2 separate regions of the Anas platyrhynchos genome follow, and region 1 is linked to region 2. A link is a contact called in public Hi-C data. All regions are on one chromosome and are shown on one strand. The core of a region is the stretch at or near the end of the contact, and the rest is flanking DNA. Distances in the headings are between cores, read along the strand shown. Region 1 has its middle 28 kb from the start of USP9X. Region 2 holds the start of MED14 (mediator complex subunit 14).

Region 1 (5,612 bases), core at 74-2,573, 51 kb before region 2:
CCAGCGGGGCGGGCGGGCGGGCGGGCAGCCCCCGGCCCTCCAGCGGCTGCCTCTGGGGGCTCGGCCGGTGAGGAGGAGGAGGAGAGGGAGGAGGGGGGGAAAAAGAAGAAGAAGGAGGAGGAGGAGGAGGAGGAACGGGGCGGGGGGCGCCGCCGTTGGAGGCTGAGGCCGAGGCTGAGCAGCCGTCAGCCATTTTCCCTTGCCCTCCAAAACACCGGCGGCGCGGGGCCTGCCGCCCGGCATCGCCCCCTCCTCCTCCTCCTTCTCCCTTCTCCCTCCTCCTCCTCCTCGCTGCACCCCGTCCCCGGGGAGCTCCCCACACGCAGCTCCCGGCCCCACCCGGCCCCGGCCCCGGTCCCGGCCCGGTCTCGCCGCCACTCACCCCCGCACGGCGTCGTCCCCTCCTGGTCCCGCGGCTGCCGCTGCCACAGCCCGGAGCCCCGCCGCCCGCTGCTGCTGCTGCTGGCGGAGCGCGGCCGGCGCCTGCCTCATCCCCGGCGGCCGCCGGGGCTCATGGCAGGCCCCGCGCTGCCGGCTCGGGCGACGAGGGGGGCGGCTCCGCTCCGCCGGGAGAGAAAGGCGAGGAGAAGGCGAGGGAAGGAGGAGGAGGAGGAGGAGAGGGGCCAAGCCGCTGCGGCTCCCGGCTGCGCTCCGTCCCCGCGGCTCGGCTCGGCTGGGCTCGGGCGTTTTTCCTGCGTCACCAGCTCCTGCCCGGCCGCCCTGCGCTGCGCTCCGGCTGCCGACGGGGCTCGGCCGGGGCCTGCGCGCTCCGCTCCGCCCCGTCCGGGCACCGCGGCCACGGGGGGGGATGGAGGAGGAGGAGGAGGAGGAGGAGGAGGAGGAGGAGGGGGCAGCCGCGCCGCTCGCCTCGGGGGCCCGGGGCTCGGCTGGGCTGGGCGGGGGCGGGCAGGAAGGAAGGCGGCGGCGGCGGCGGAGGAGAGCGCCGGGCGCTGACGGCTCCGAGGAGGAGATGGGGAGGGAGGGACGGGGGTGAGGGGGGGGAAAGGAGGGAGGGAGGCGGCGGCGGCTCCTCAGTCTCGCGGGGCCCTGCACAAGATGGCGGCCCCGGTGGCGGCGGCGGCGGCGCGGCCCTCGCACACTCCTCACACGCTTTTACACACGCACACGCGAGGGAGAGACACGCGTGTAACGGGTTTTGTGAATTTTATTTATTATTTTATTTATTTTTATTTTTTGGAGCGGGGGGGGTTGGGGGCGTGTCACGCGCGCCGCCGTTTCACGCCGGTTGGGCCCGCGCGGGTTCCATTGTGGCCCGCCGGCACGGCCGCCGGGTGACGTCACGCGGCCGCGGCCCCGCCTCCCGCTCCGCCTCAGGGGCGTGAGGAAATGGCCGCCGGGCAGCCCCGCGGCGACGCGCTCCGTCCCGCACGGTCTCGCCTCACCTCAAGCGGCGCCTAACGCCTCGTTTTTGTGCTTTTTCTTCATCTTTTGGCCCTTTTCTCTGTTTTCACGTTAAAAAAAAAGAAGTGTAACTCGGAAGCAGGCGGTGGTGCCTGCCGTTATTCCCCGTTCCAATAAAGTTAGACTCAGGCTGCTTGTTGGTCACGGGGATTATTCGGGGAGGGAGCCTGCAGCACGTCTTTCCTCACCGATAATAAAGCCATAACCGTGGTGAAAATCTGTGTACGCCTGTTCATTTCAGAAATATGTTTAATCATGGAAACAGCAGCCCTTTTATCTCACCAATTTCCATGCCTATGGTTGCGTTAGCCTGGCCTCCTTGCTCCTTTTTTTTGTGCCTTACCAGTTGGGTTTTCCCTCCTATTTCCAATTTATCCAGTTTATCCTCCTAGGAAGCGTTTAAAGTTTCTGCAGCCATAATGCATATAACTTTCTTGCCTCAGTTCTCTCTCCCTGGAGCCCTTGACTCTTTCTGACGACTTACAGGGGCACAAGTGCACCTCAGACAATTTTGGTTGTATATCGTTTGACGGTTCTCAGTCCTTAAAAAATAAACCGCTCTGTTTATTGATGTTCCTTTCTTTTTATTGTTAGTTAGACCCCTTTTTTTAACGGCATGCCAAATATTATGTGCCTTCTCACTATTATGGCTTTTTTGGCAGAGCCAAATAGTGACACATCAGTGGGGTTTTATAATATGGGCAATTGTCCACCAAGAAATTGACTGTCGGTTCACATAAAAGTCAACAAAAAGGGAGAGGGAGATGAACAACATTTCCAGAAACAATACTGGTGCAACTTGTAGCAAATATTCCCTCTTGTAAAGAAGTTTTTTTGTTTGTTTGTTTGTTTGTTTTCAGCCAAGAGGAAGAGTAGAAGCTTTGTTTAATTTAATTGAAACCTTAGATCTGGAACAAACTTAAGAATTGATTCCTCTTCAGCTTTCTGGGACCTTTGGTGGTATTTTTCTTATTTTAGATTCTACTTTATGTACAGTTTGCAGAACAGTATTACAGTCATGTAAAGAGATATAAGAGAAATGTTGCATTTGTGTGCAGGGAGAAAAATAAGACACGCCATTATGCCATGTTTATTCTCTTAACTTTTATATTTGACCTCCTTCCTGTTTTAAAAGTACATTCTAAAGTGCTTTGAGAGAGCAGCCGTTGCTTGTAGCCGTGCTAATCAAAGGTCACGATAGGCTGAAGTAGTACAGCTATTTATGGCACCAAATAAAAGAAGATATTGGGACGGCGATGGCACTTTGTGGTTGCTAAACAAGCAAAGCCTGCACCAGACCTCTGGCTGGGGAACCCTCTCCGTTCTCCTGAACCAAAACTTGTGCCTGTCCCTGCTCACTTGGATCCCAGAGCTCTCTGAGGGGATCGCCTTGGCTCAGCTTGTATGGCACTGTTTGGCCTCTGGAAAGAATTCTCACATTTTCTCTCTCTTTTTTTTTTTAATTATTATTATTTTTTTCTTTTCCTCCTGGAACTGCAAATCCATGTCACAATTTTATCTCTGCAGCAGATATGGAAACAAAAAGCTACGCGTTAGAGGAAATTGCTGATTAGAGAATCCATGGCATGAAGGCAGAAGTCAGTAGGCACGTGCAAAACTCACTGATTGTTCTCAAAGAGGTGTCCACGCAGAGAACTATGCCAGAAAAATGCATCCCTCAGTAGTCGCTCTGGTTACTTTCCCTGTGTACACAACCTTTGGTATGGTTAGAAATGCTTTTGCAACATTTTTAGTTCAGTGGGTGAACATGGGGAATTGAAGCATTTCCCTGCAGGCTTTCCAGCTCAGGCATTGCAATCAGCCTTATCAAATAAAAAGTGAAACTGGTCGCAGGCAGGCTGATTGTGTTCATCATTGACTAAACCAAAAGAAATGTAGAAGGAAACAGAGAAGGAATGAGTCAGAATTTAGAAAATGTCTCTCTTAATAGGTGCATTTATCCCCATTTCTTAATACTGTGCCAAAAATAAAATTCAGGATCTAAATATATGGAAGTAAAGTTGCTCACCCAGAGTAATGCTAAGGAGCTTTGCAACCCAGGAGCATAAAAGAATAAAAACCTACAAGAGAAAGCAGATTGTTACCATGGACCAATAAAACATCATTTTTTTTCTTCCGGTTCAGCCCCCTAGGCACTGTACTATGTAATATCCACTGACGTTCAGAAAGCAAAGTAGGCAGTGCAGCAGACAAGGAAATAAAACGCCGCTTGAAAACCAAACAAGTCACTGCCTGGACATTAAGATCTGTTTTAGGGGATCGCATCAAGGATCAATCTTTGCAACATTTTCGGTATTTTTGGGCCCAATCCAACAAATCACTTAAGCACATGAGTAGCGCTGTTGGTTTACATAATTTTTTCATTGACTTATTTAAGCCTGCATGAAAGCACCAGTAAGGAAAATAATAGCTCGTGCTTGCCCAAGTCTTTGGTTTATGCAGCATATATTTTATATAGCATTTTGGCACTAATGACGTGTGGATGTGTGTCGTTTGGTATGACAGAGAATTGTAGGATATCTCCCCTTTCAGAAAAGAACTTCTATTTTTCACAAGTACCATTTCCCGTGCAGAAACATTATCATATCACAGAGGTGAAGAGAACACTACATAGACAATTAAGGGGTATTTTCAGCTTGGGTAAAACAGCGGAGCCCGCGTGCAGCACAGTAAGGGCAGGCGGTGTTTGATGCTTTCACACCCACGCTCTAGGTGCTCGGTGTTGTGCACCACCGACAGGGCAGCTGGGGGGCAGCCCCACACACTGGCTGGGATGGGATGAAATGGGGTCGCAAGTAGGGCTGTGGGGCTGCCAAGGGGCCCATGATGCTCTCAGGGCCTGGGCACATTTGCATTTCCCAGCCAACAGCGGGAGCTGATCGGTGTATTGGACATGAAAATGCCGTGCACCTTAGTGAGAACTTTGCCTTCTGTAGCCAATATGTTGGCAAGCAAACACTGATGAAGTTATCCTAATAATAGAATTGAAGATGGGTTTAAAGTGTTTAACATATAATTAATGTATCAAGACACTATATATTTAGGCTTTTCAGTATGGAAAAAAGCTGGACTCGAAAAGCAGTAAATTTAGAAATTTAGCTATTGTTTACATATTCCGGGCCTCCTCTGGAATCTGTGCCCTCCATACTGCTCTGTGTTTAATAAACTTGGGGTCTGGAGGGTCACCCTGAGGTATCAGACAGTGCACATACAGATTAACACTCAAAATCAGAAAAATAAAATAAAATCCAATAGGAGTGATATATCAAGAAGTTGTAAAAACTGTTCTGGAGTGAAGCTGTATCTCTTTTATGAATAAAGGTCAAGTATGGACATTTTTTTTCATTGTCTACTGAGATGGCTGCTGTAACTGCTGTTCCTTGCATCAATACATGACTTCTTTTCATACTCATAACTTTCCATCTTTCTGCTTTTGATTTCTGGTTGCATGAGATGTTAACAGTCATGTTGCAGGGAGCCCATAATGTCGCTGTTGAAGCTGTTAAACACAGCTTCTGCTCCATACTTACAGTTAGAAAAGAATGCACACTTAGGTAAAAATCATAGTAATTTGATAAGAAAAAGATTCAGTAGGGAGCCTTGGTCCCTTCAGTTGAAGGAAGAATGGTCCCTGATTATGAATCATTCTTACAATAAGAAAAATACGCCACAATATTTTTCTGTTAATTGTTTAGTTGTTCAAATAAGGGTTAAATGAATGGCATAAATAGAGACTCTGAGAAGATATCACAGAGACTGGCTGTGAAAACTTTGATTTGCAGACCCCAAACTTCATCTTGTCCATCTTTTGGAGAGGAAGCAATTCAGTGTACTTGATTGTTCCTGCCTAGCTGGTTCCTAGCCGAACTGTCCTCGGATAAACCATGTGGTGTCCATGTGAAAAGTATCAGTCTCATAGGATTTGGACAGAGTTCAGCAAATTGATTTGACAACCATATGGTCCTCTTCATCCGCATGAACCTTGAACAAAGTCTGACTTCCTTCCAGCCTGATGAGTAGAGTGAGGGAAGACAGGAACGGTTCTTAAAGCTTGTCAATGTCACTCCTAAGTTTGCTAGACGGGAACACTGTCCACAAACTGCTAGGAATTTTGGAGATTCCTGAACTACTGCAATTTCCTCACTTTTTCTGAATGCGTCTCTGCACAG
Region 2 (5,354 bases), core at 967-3,466:
CCCTGCAGCAGCTCTGCTGAACCTTCTCCTCTCCAAGGTAAATGGAAAAAGGCAGCCTCCTTCAGCCTCTCTCCAGCAAAGCTGGAGAATTCACCAGGGCTATAGGAACAGCTCTAACAGGGGCAAAGTCAGATCCCATCACGAGTTTCCACCTGCCTCATCAAAAAGTCTCAGCCTGCACCACTAAAATCAATGGGAATTTTATTCTGGACTAAATTGTAAGAGAAGAGATGGGAAGAAAGAGAAAGAACAATTAAAAAAAATAGCCTATATTTCTAAGGTATAGGCCTTATAATATACAGTCTAATCACATTCCAGTGCATGTTGAAGTTGGCATTTTCTTCAGTAATACAACAAGTTGGCCATAAAATGGGTACATGGTATTTATTCATGCACAGAGAGGGGAAAAATGCTTTTCATACATTTGGAAAAACACATCTTTGCAAGAACTTTCAATACACACCAAGGAAAACACACTTGTTTGGATCACAATATAATCCTGATAGTATTCATCATTCCATCCTTTGTAATTTTAACAGCACAAAGCAGGCATTTCTTTTACCTGTGCTGGGGGGTAAAGGAGGAGTAAAATGTAGCTCTGAATATATTTTAAGGGTTTTAGGAGTAAAAAATTCCCAAACAACCAGCAGTGCCCACCTGCCAGTCTAAGGATTGTACATCTGTCTCACTTCCACTGAAGCAGTCTACAGAATTATTTTTTGCAGAGCACAGCACCAAGTAATGGGGCTGGCACAGCTCAGCATTGTAGCAATCCAGCCCCTTCCTAACCCACACTCTACTCTGCTCCAGGTGGATGCACAGGATGGAGAGCCAGACTGCTTTGCTCAACGTACTGCCTCGATGAGTGGCTGAGGGAGCTGGGGGTGTTTAGTCTGGAGGAGGCTCAGGGGAGACCTTACTGCTCTCTACAGCTACCTGAAAGGAAGGTGTGGGGAGCTAGGGGGTCAGCCTCTTCTCACAGGTAACTGGTGATAGGACTAGAGGGAATGGCCTCAAGTTGTGCCAGGGAGGTTCAGGTTGGAAATGAGGAGACATTTCTGCTCAGAAAGAGCAGTCAGGCACTGGGACGGGTTGCCCAGGGAGGTGGTGGAGTCAAACACTCCTGAACATCCCTGGGGGTGTTCAAGGAGAGATTGGACGTGGTGCTTGAGGACAGGGCTTAGTGGGTGATACTGGTGGTAGGGGGTGGTTGGACCAGATGATCTTGGAGGTCTCTTCCAACATTAACGATTCTGTGATTCCACAGTGGTTATGGCAGAGAGGCAAAGCCGCTCCTCGTCAGCCGGCAACAGGCTCGCAACCTGGCACAGTGAGCACTCCCTGCAGGAACACAACTTACTCTCCTCGCTCCTGGCACAGATACATATTTATTTAACTGTTGATTACACATTTCTCACGTTAGAAAAAAACAAAAATACAAAAAAAAAAAAACCTTTGCTTTTTATTGCTTTATTCCTCTTGGAAAGAGATAAGCCAGAAGAGATGTTTTAAAAGTCTGCATTTCAAAAAACAAGTAGAACTTCTTTTAAAAAACTTGGAGAAGTGGTAGCGTTTTGCTATCTGTTGCAGGTTTGGGTTATTTATAGCCTATATTACGTCTACTTTGGGGAACTCTTTGTAGTCACCCGGCACGAATTTACGGTTTAACACTCGAGCGAGCCGTTAACGAACACCTCCCAGGGATTTACACCGCTCCCCTCCTCACCCCCACGTCATTTCTTTATCCTTTATATACTTTTTATATATTTCTTTATACAAAAAAAAAAAACAACAAACAGTTGCTGGAGAAGCCAAAAACACCCCGAGGCGCCTCAGAAAGGCTTCCCCCCGCTGCGCACGGACACCCGTAGCAGCCCGGCTGCCCCTCTCCCCACACAGCCTCCACAGGGGCTCTGCGCGGCGCCATTTCCCCCTCAGGCGGCCCCGCCCCAACGGCTCGGCGCGAGCTCCCCTCAACGGCCACCGCCAACGGCCGCGAGCACCCTCCCCCCTCAGGCCCCGCCCCCTCCCTGAGGCCCCGCCCCCTTGTGCGAGGCCACGCCCCCCCCCCCGCGGAGTCGCCGCCGCCGCCGCCGGCCGTGCCGCCGCAGTTCTCTTTCCGGTCCGCCCCGGCCCCTCGCTTCCGGTTCCGTGCCGCCAAGATGGCGGCGGCCCCTGCGCCCGGCGGGCCCTGAGCGCCGCCCGCCCCGCTCCGCTTCCCCCCTCCCGCCTCCGCCACCCCCCGGCTCTCCCCGGTTCCTCGCTCCCCGGGCTGCCGAGATCGCTCCTGCCCGGGCTTGAGGCGCTGCTGCCGCCACCGCCGCCGCCATGGCGCCGGTGCAGCTGGAGAGCAACCAGCTGGTGCCGGCCGGCGGGGGCCCCGCCTCAGCACCGGCCCCGCCGGCCCCCGGCGCCGTGACAGCCGCCGCCAGCCCCGGCTACCGCCTCAGCACCCTCATCGACTTCCTGCTGCACCGCACCTACGCCGAGCTCACCGTGCTGGCAGACCTGTGAGTGACCCCTCCCCTCCCTCCCCGCCTTGTTGTGGCCCGGCCCCGGGGGGCTCCGGGGCTCCTCGGCCACCCCCGGAGGTGCCCGGTTCGTGGGGCGCTGCCTCGCACCGGGACAGCCCCAGAAAGCCCAGCTGTGGGGTTGCTGCTGATGTCCAACTGCACGAAATGCACGCAGCTAAGGCGTTAACTAAGGCATTAATTAATCCGTTTTCGGGTGCTGCAGCTCTTGGAGTTGCTCAAGCACTCCTTAAAAACACCATTTGGCTGTTTGGGAGGAAAAGAAAATATTTATGTTTGCTTGGCTGTCTGTTCTGCTAACGTTGTTGCGTTTGAAGTGGCAAAACAAAGGAATGTTTTTGGGCCAAGGGAAACTTCCCTGAAAGCGTTCTGATAGCGAGCGAGCCTCTTTCTCTTTTAGCCTGCTGAACTTTAGAGATTCCTGTGAGGTTTGTGTATGTTTTAAGATGTGACACACAGAACAAAATAGAGACAAAAACACATATACCTCTTATACAACACAGTACCTGGCGAGCGTGCAAACTTGGGGTTAAGACTGTCCAAACTCTAGAAAGGACAAGGACTTTTAGTTTGCTATGCAAAGCTTCCAGAATTTACTCAGTATCTTTCCTGTATGCTTGCGGTATCTGCAGGCAGCAATTGATTCTGTGCACGTTCTTGTAGGAGCGTGTGCCTCTGATGTCTTCTGTGCTTGTTTGATGGTGTGGAACTGGTTCTTTTGACTTGAGTGTAATTAAGGTACAAAGTAAATTAGCTTGAAAAACACATGGAGACTGCTTTCAGCACTTTGATTCACCAGGTAGTTTATAAGCTATGCGATGTCTCCTCCAAAAGTGGAATGAGCTAGAATTTTCTGCTGTATTTCCCTGTAAAGTGTGGATTTGGCTAATAAAGAGCTTGTCTGGGAAGTATTCTTCCTTCCAACAAAATGAGTTCTTGCTCCTTTACCAGCATCAGCCTAGTCCTGGAATGAAAACTACGTGAAATGAGGTGCCTGTAACGCCTCTTGAACACTGATTTACAGGGTGACAGTCTTCTTTCTGCATCAGTATCTGTCATACAGATAGCTTAGAAAGCTCCGCAGTATGGCGCTTCTTCCCGTCTAGACTGCTGAAAGAGAAACTCACTTCAGGCGAGTCAGTAAACAGCCAAATTTAACACCTGCTGTAGATGATCTAGGATTGCTACTATGAATTAATTAACGCTCGTCACGGATGCTTACTAAGAATCATAAATTGCGAAGCGCAGGTAGTGGTACTGTACGTGTGGCTCTCCTGGTTTAGCAGAAACCTTCGGATTTTAATGTTCTTCAAGCTTTTAAATTCATTTGGTCAGTTCCAGCTTAACTGGTGCAGGGTCCCATCAGGTATCAGCACACACCTGATTCTCCCTGCTCCCCACCCCCTACTGCCTAAACTAGACCATTTTCTAGAGATGTCAAATGTGCAATTTCATTGTATTTAGGAAACATTTGCAACTGTAGAAACTTTGAAATGCTCTTTGTAGGTATGTGTAAGTTCTTCATGCGCTTAGTTGAAGGTTACTAACGATTTCTCATAGTGGTATGACATGGAATGGAACAATATGTAATATGCTTTTTTTTTTTTTCCCTTTTTTTAATGCAGATTACCAAGAAAGACTGATATGGAAAGGTGAGTTATGATAAGACAGTCTGTAATGCCTATTAAAATATACAGCTTTGTTTAGGATGTTAAGAATTGTTTCAATAGACTGTTTTTCTCCTAATTTTATATTTTATACAAGAAAATAAGCCTTCATTGTCTTGCTGTCACCACATAGCTTCAAGATTTTCCTCAGCATCAATGACAATACTAACTTTTTTTTCTGTAGGGGAGGGTGGTTTTGGGGCTCTTCTTTTGCACAGTTCAGTAACGTACTGTTGTTGTTATAATAGGTGAAATCTGTTAAGGGCATTTCTCTCTTAAAGGCAGTGAAGAGACAGTAAATCTAATGTGAAAGGGATCTGCAGAACCTAAATAGGTTCTAGCTAGTGTGATAAAGAAACATTTTGATCAGAAGTAGCAGTTCAACAATGGAAACAAGGTAAAAACTTTTTTGCCTTTTTCTGTGTTACCTGTCTTCCTTATCGTAAGGATATCATTTAAGAGAGCCGTGTTCTTTACCTGTTCTGTGTGGTTTTGCATTATTAAGATTATTAGAGAGCAAGTGTAAGAGACCAGAACAGGCTTTCCTTTTTTTAAATGTCTGCCGTCCCTTTCCACAAAGATTAAAGAGCTTGATTTTTGTCTCTCTGAATAAATTTTATGAGATTTCATTATTTATTCTTTTAAATAAACTTAATTTCCTTTATTATTTGTATTAACACTCTTATCGACCTAATTTTCTTTGGAGACACATAACAGCGATGATATTCTTAAGAATGCCAGTAAAGAATTCTGTGTAACAGGATGAGCATTAATTCAATTACCTCAAAACTCTCATAACCTGTTGTGAAATTGATCCCATTTTCAGAAAGTCGTAACCTGGGATGATTCCTTGCACCTCCTTTTTCTTTTCTTATACATAATATTTTATAAAGAAAAAAAAATCTATTTGTATTTGAAAATTTCACTATATTTACTGAAGCTAGGACATTCAGCTTGGGTCCAGAGCTCCCTCTTACTCATATGGGGGCTTCCCTGCTGTGTGGGACACACAGGATTGAAGTAACACATGTGGCTTATTTTCGTTTGCCTGTATCCTATTAGGACTGTCCTGAATAGTTACAAAGAACATTCTGCAGTTGAAAGCATCTTGAAACTAAATGTTTGCATCCATGTTAACTTTGACTTACTTAGCTCT

The links. Hi-C and Micro-C count contacts between places; a contact is called where the count stands out from the background.
Region 1: a Hi-C map of liver shows a contact between it and region 2, with 1.7 times the contacts expected there. The contact joins the enhancer-like site here to the promoter of MED14 in region 2. A contact is called at or near these places in 4 of 8 Hi-C or Micro-C datasets (F5 follicle, liver, small yellow follicle and 1 more).

The regions. Positions count from the first base shown.
Region 1 is chr1:122,903,887-122,909,498 of IASCAAS_PekinDuck_T2T, reverse strand. No RefSeq gene overlaps it. Among named protein-coding and RNA genes, the nearest start is that of USP9X, 28 kb to the left of the region's middle. Within about 2 kb of position 1,323, at least 7 of the 8 cell types and tissues checked have an H3K27ac peak or open chromatin away from gene starts, as enhancers often do. A contact at or near this core is called in F5 follicle, small yellow follicle and subcutaneous adipose tissue, where this site is marked.
Region 2 is chr1:122,854,031-122,859,384 of IASCAAS_PekinDuck_T2T, reverse strand. MED14 (mediator complex subunit 14) reads left to right here and starts at 2,216. Exons shown (of 31, transcript XM_027449005.3): 1 at 2,216-2,510; 2 at 4,157-4,183. The coding sequence starts at 2,329.